2 separate regions of the Gossypium hirsutum genome follow, and region 1 is linked to region 2. Evidence: chromatin contacts called from public Hi-C data. All regions are on one chromosome and are shown on one strand. Each heading gives the region's core, a stretch centred on a gene start, on an enhancer-like site or on the middle of the called end of the contact. The rest is flanking DNA. Distances are from core to core; before and after follow the strand shown.

Region 1 (2,703 bases), core at 7-2,506, 130 kb after region 2:
CAAACATACCTATTTAATTATTTATATTTAGTCATATAATAAAGCATTAATATAATTTATTATTTTAACAAATATTTCAAATTTATTTAATAATAAATGTTAAAAATAATAATTTTAAATAATATTCATCACATTTTATTGAAAATATTCAATATTAATATTTTAAAATATTTTCTAAAAATAATAATAAATATTTATTACACTTATAAATATATTAATAATAAATGTTTTGAAGTATAAAGGTTAAAATCTATCATAAGTCTCTATATACTCTTCACAAATTTGCAATTTAGTCTCTGTCCTTTTATTAGAATTTAGTCCCTTTACTTTTCAAATTTGAAAATCAAGTCCAATTGTTGATATTGTTAAATTTTTTTGTCAAATTTGTTGATATCACATTTTTAAATAAAAAAATTCACTTGGTAATCATGCAACTAAAAAATGACGTTGTAATGAACCTAAATTTAACAAAATATTTTAAATACATGCAAAAATAATGTAAAATATAAAATTATAGATATAAAATAAACTCAATTAAATAATTAAAAGATAAAAAAATCTCGAATGTATATTCGTTTCATTGAAAACAAATTTTATAAAATATTTTTAAGAAATCTGTCAAATAATAGAAAATATTTTATATAAATTCATCCAAACACAAAAAAAATACAACTTTTTAAAAAATCATTTTTTGAAAATTATTCTAAATAAAACAATCGTACCCTTAGTTTTTATACTTTTAAAACTATGTATCCTGTTTAACAGAAGAGACCCTTGGTCCAAGCCATTGTTAACCTCAAGGTTCATATTAGCGAAGCTCTTAAAGTGACTAATAGAAATCTCTATGGGTTGGACTGACCGCTCGGCCCTATAAATCTTATCTAAACCTTAAATATAAATATAAATAAAAATATTTTGTAATATATGAAAAATAAAAGCATATCCTCAAATTGGATTCAGACTAGACATAATTATTTTAAAACAGGTAAATGTTCTGATTTTCATCATTTAATTTTAGAACAAGAAAAAGATGAATTCTGGATCTAATAATATAATGTTGTATTAAAAAGGAAAAAAAAAGGGGGCACTCTCCACCGACACTTTCCCCCCTTCTCTGTCAGTTACTTTTACGGAGGGCTTTATATGATAACAATAATGTTGCAATAAAAAAAAGGACACTTCACTTTCACCTACACTTTCCTCTTGCATACAATATAATAATTACACTCGTATAAACCTGGGAATATATGGGTAAAAGTTAACGGCTGGGATGGCCTCGTACAGATCATGTCTTTGGCGTTCCGTATGTATATGTCGCTTCTGGCCTATACCGGTATCAAATTATATAAGTTTCTTTATTTTTGTTTTGAATTCTGGTATGTTTTTATTATTTTGGTGTTTTGGTCTGTCTCAACTAATATGAATTTATATTGATGTATAATAACTAATTGGTACAAAGTTTTAATGTTTTAAATAAATTTTTAATATTTTTATTTTTGACCAATTAATATTCTTTTTTTATTTTTTTATTTTATGATTACATTAAAAATAAAATCTATTCATTAACCAAACTAAATTAAACTATTTAACCATATTAATATTGTGCTGACTTCGGTTAATATTGTGCTAGACATATAACTTGTTTATTTGTTGACATATTTGATCAAAATATTTTGATGATTTGCTTGTCTCTTTTTGAGGATTTTGCATCTAATCTTGTGTTTATCATTTGAGAAAAGACTGAATCAAGTAAGATTATTTTTAAAGAATTCTTACGTGATCTACCTACCTTGTACACTGATATATGCAATCTAAGAATATATGGACTGACTTTATGATATATATTTTTTATAATTATATGACAATTGATTTGATGAGATTTAGACAAATCAAGATGGAGTAAAGCTTACCTTGTGAAGATGGTTTTGTACTCTAAATATGGAAGGCCTGATCAACCTTTATAAAGAAGGCAAGTGTTTTTGAAGTGGCTATCAAAGTGCTAGCCGAAAGTAGCCACTTCACCTAACACTTCGACTGGCAACATAACTTGTATTATCTGGAGTTGGAAATCTTTTCAACCAAATCATTTGGGCAATGAATTAAATGATTTTGTAGTTGTGTGCTGACCCATATTTACAAATCCATCTCGTGAAGCAACAAATCTTTGAAAATTAGATTGGATCGAATCAAATCAAGCAATCGAATCCCTTGAAATATGAAGATTGCACCAGGACTACATTAAATACATATTTCCAAGTATTCTATTTTATATTGAACTTAATTAATACATTGTATCTTGCTATTAAATAGGGATTAAAGTTGATCTCTAGAATGTAAGCAAGTCTCGAATGTTTATTTATTTGAGAGGTTTGTATTGGTTTATGTATGGAATATTGAGAGCATTTATTTATTCATCGAGGAACATATTTTTTCATTGCAATTAAAGTGTAAATAAGTTGTGTTTACAATCTAAATTCTCAAGAGGAGGACTTAGAGGTGACTGCGTATGTCGATGTTCGTTCACTGAGTAGAGACTTAGCACAAAATATAGAGAATTAAAAGCGACTTTGACAGCAAGTGTGACAAGTCAGTTGTAATATTATAAGTGTTACAATGTAACACTTAGAGCATTGCAAGGATTGAACCCAAGAGATTGTTGGAAAAAAAATCTGACTTTAAAACAGTTTTTGTCACAGTGAAAAA
Region 2 (2,734 bases), core at 208-2,707:
AAAGTGAACATCTATCCCTAGCTACCCTAACTACAAGCATTCAAGAATCTAAATGAAGCAAAAGGGGTACCAGAAATGTAAAGAAAAAAAGGGAAATTGATTACCTGCATTATCGAGGTCTGGATCCGCAATGACATTTTTGCCGAGCTTAATACCAGGAAGGTATTTAACATTTTCCTAGTGAAACAAAAGCAAGTCCACTTACAGGTTGAGAAAATCTACAAGAAAATAAACAAATGGACAGAAAATGAATGTTTTCAAGTGCTCACATTAGTTTTGTTAATGACATCTGTAAGCTTCTCACCCGTTTGCAATGTCTCCTCAAATACCCACATCCTCACTTCATCTGGATTTTTCATTAGAACAAATTGCAATTCAATTCCAAATCTAAAACCATAAAAACTTCCACTTAGTATTATCAAATCTCAATACTTCTAAACACAGTTAAGTAATCTTTTTCATCATTCCACCATATGAATCTCACAAGTTAACATCTTTGGTGAGCTTTTCCCCGCTTTCTAAATCATTGAAAGAAACAGATAATCATGCAAGAAACAAAAAGATGAGTGAAGGGTAGAGAAATACCATGAAAAGAGTTGAGCTTGAGAGTGTTAGAAGCAATGAGCTTAGCAGCAACACTACCCCAATTACCACTACCAACAACAGTGACCTTTGATTTAGAGCCAACAACTTGACCATCATTCCCAAAATTGTTTACAGTGTCAGTGTGATGGGGTGTTGCAGTTTGGGGTTCAGCTTCTTGGTGTGGGGGAGAGACAGGTTCAAAAGCAGGAGCCATTGAAATGAAAGTGGAGAAATGGGAGGAAGAAAAGATGAGTGGCAATGAAGAAATGAAAGTGAAGTTAGAAACGAGGGAGAAAGAGGAAGAAGAATATAAGGGGAAATGAAAGCGCATGAGGGCGGAGATGACAGACACGTTGTCGTCACAAACAATGAAACAAAGTTCTCTTTTATGCTTTCATTTGTTGAAGTTGGCGATCTACTCTATGCTGCTTTTGCTTTCTTCCTTCGGGTTTTCTTTCCAAGTCAAAACTAGTGCAAGTTTGGACCTTACTTTGCAGAGTAATTTTGTAATGACATGGTTGTTTTGGCAATTTATCAGTGAATAAAAATGAAAGTGAAACCAATGAAGGCTATGATCCAAAGAACAAAAACCGTCGTGGAACTTGGCTTGGGTCCATTTCAATATAGAAATATCTTAGACCCATTTTCTAATGGGTCAATATATTTTAGCCCAAAACTGGTTGGGTCAATAGATAGAGATAGATAGAGAGATACTTGATATTCATGGTAAAAGCAAAGGTCTGCAAGAAGATGATATGAGATAGAAGTTTGGTAAATTGCAATTGGCATTTGCAAATGTTTGAGACAGTGACTGACTTTAATTAATCACAATGTAATAAACATACCAAAAAGCTTGAAGCTATGAGTGCATGCGGGAGATCCTGTCTCGCATTCCCACTCTACTCAATCACATTGCGGTCTAGCTCAGATATTCAGTTTCTCCATGATTTACGCCCAAAACATGGCTTTTAGTTGCTCCTTTTTATATGAAAATTTTCTTCCCATAAGCCATTGTTTGTTTCACACATCAAAACTAGATCGCATGATTATTACTATTATTAATTTTCCAAATTAAGGTTTTTCATTTTTGGTTATTACTATTATTAATTTTTTAAGGAATACTATTACTATTATTATTAAGTTTTTATTAGTAAAATTCTATATTTTAATATTTCCAACGACAAAGAATATATTAATTGATCATTAATTGGGTTTGTTTGCGTTGACATTTTGGTACTTCAAAAGCATTTACTTTTTTCGGTGACAATTATCCAAACGCTCACAACATTTATAATTAATGCTTTGGTTTGACTTTTTATCCATGAAAACATTTAAGAGATATAAAATATATACTTTTTATAGGAGAATTACCATACCTTCAGTCCAAACTGAAAACATTATGTAGATAAAACAAGCAAAATTCTCCCTTATCAATAATGACAATCACTTTCATGAAAAAGTACACTTTTGCCACTTATAGCAGATTACATAAAAGCAACCCTAAACTGCAGTTGCATGCTTTGTTGATCTATCAATACAGAAAATTACTACAAATTAACTGTATAGGATTAATGATTAATCCATGTTGTGTTCAATTTCAGGCAACATGCAGAGTTCGTCGTTTCATTACATTCTTAAAAGAAACAAAAAGACTAAATTATAATTAAACTGCTAATTATAAGTTTAAAACTAGCAGTGGGAACCCCTTCTACATTTGAGTGCACCAGCAGTCATTGTCATTGTACCCACAAGAGAAGATGGTCTAGCACTAAGGCTCGAAGCCCTAGCAAAGGTTGAAGATGCACCAGAAGCACCGGTTTGCCTGAAAAAGGCTCCATTCAACATCAAGTCTCCTTCGGATCTCCAGTTCCAGCGTTTCCATTCACTCTCTGGTGCATTCTCATGCTTGGTCACCTACAAAAATCATTACATATGGTAGTGTGAAAATGGTGATATATATGAGTTAACTCGTGCTAATGAGGACTTTGAAAATTAATTACCTCCTTCTTTGATCTATCATTGGGTGCTAGAAACCTGTTTCCTTGGCTGTTGATAGTAGGGTTTGCACTGCCACCAATGGCGTACATTTCCCAATGAGTGTAATCGTTGTTCACCACATGGAAATATCCAAGTCTACACCTTGGCATTC

Evidence for each region. A called contact is a pair of places that touch in the nucleus more often than the background predicts.
Region 1: a Hi-C map of leaf shows a contact between it and region 2, with 2.4 times the contacts expected there. The contact joins the enhancer-like site here to the promoter of LOC107888713 in region 2. A contact is called at or near these places in 2 of 34 Hi-C or Micro-C datasets (both in leaf).

Annotation. Positions count from the first base shown.
Region 1 is chrA09:12,150,660-12,153,362 of Gossypium_hirsutum_v2.1, forward strand. No RefSeq gene overlaps it. Among protein-coding and RNA genes, the nearest start is that of LOC121207271, 75 kb to the left of the region's middle. Within about 2 kb of position 1,257, at least 1 of the 9 cell types and tissues checked has an H3K27ac peak or open chromatin away from gene starts, as enhancers often do. A contact at or near this core is called in leaf, where this site is marked.
Region 2 is chrA09:12,017,284-12,020,017 of Gossypium_hirsutum_v2.1, forward strand. It overlaps LOC107888713 (glycerol-3-phosphate dehydrogenase [NAD(+)]), which reads right to left and starts at 1,458. Exons shown (of 11, transcript XM_016812893.2): 1 at 586-1,458; 2 at 270-346; 3 at 105-177. The coding sequence starts at 916. It overlaps LOC107888714 (pectate lyase), which reads right to left. Exons shown (of 3, transcript XM_016812894.2): 2 at 2,586-2,734; 3 at 1,992-2,499. The coding sequence ends at 2,275.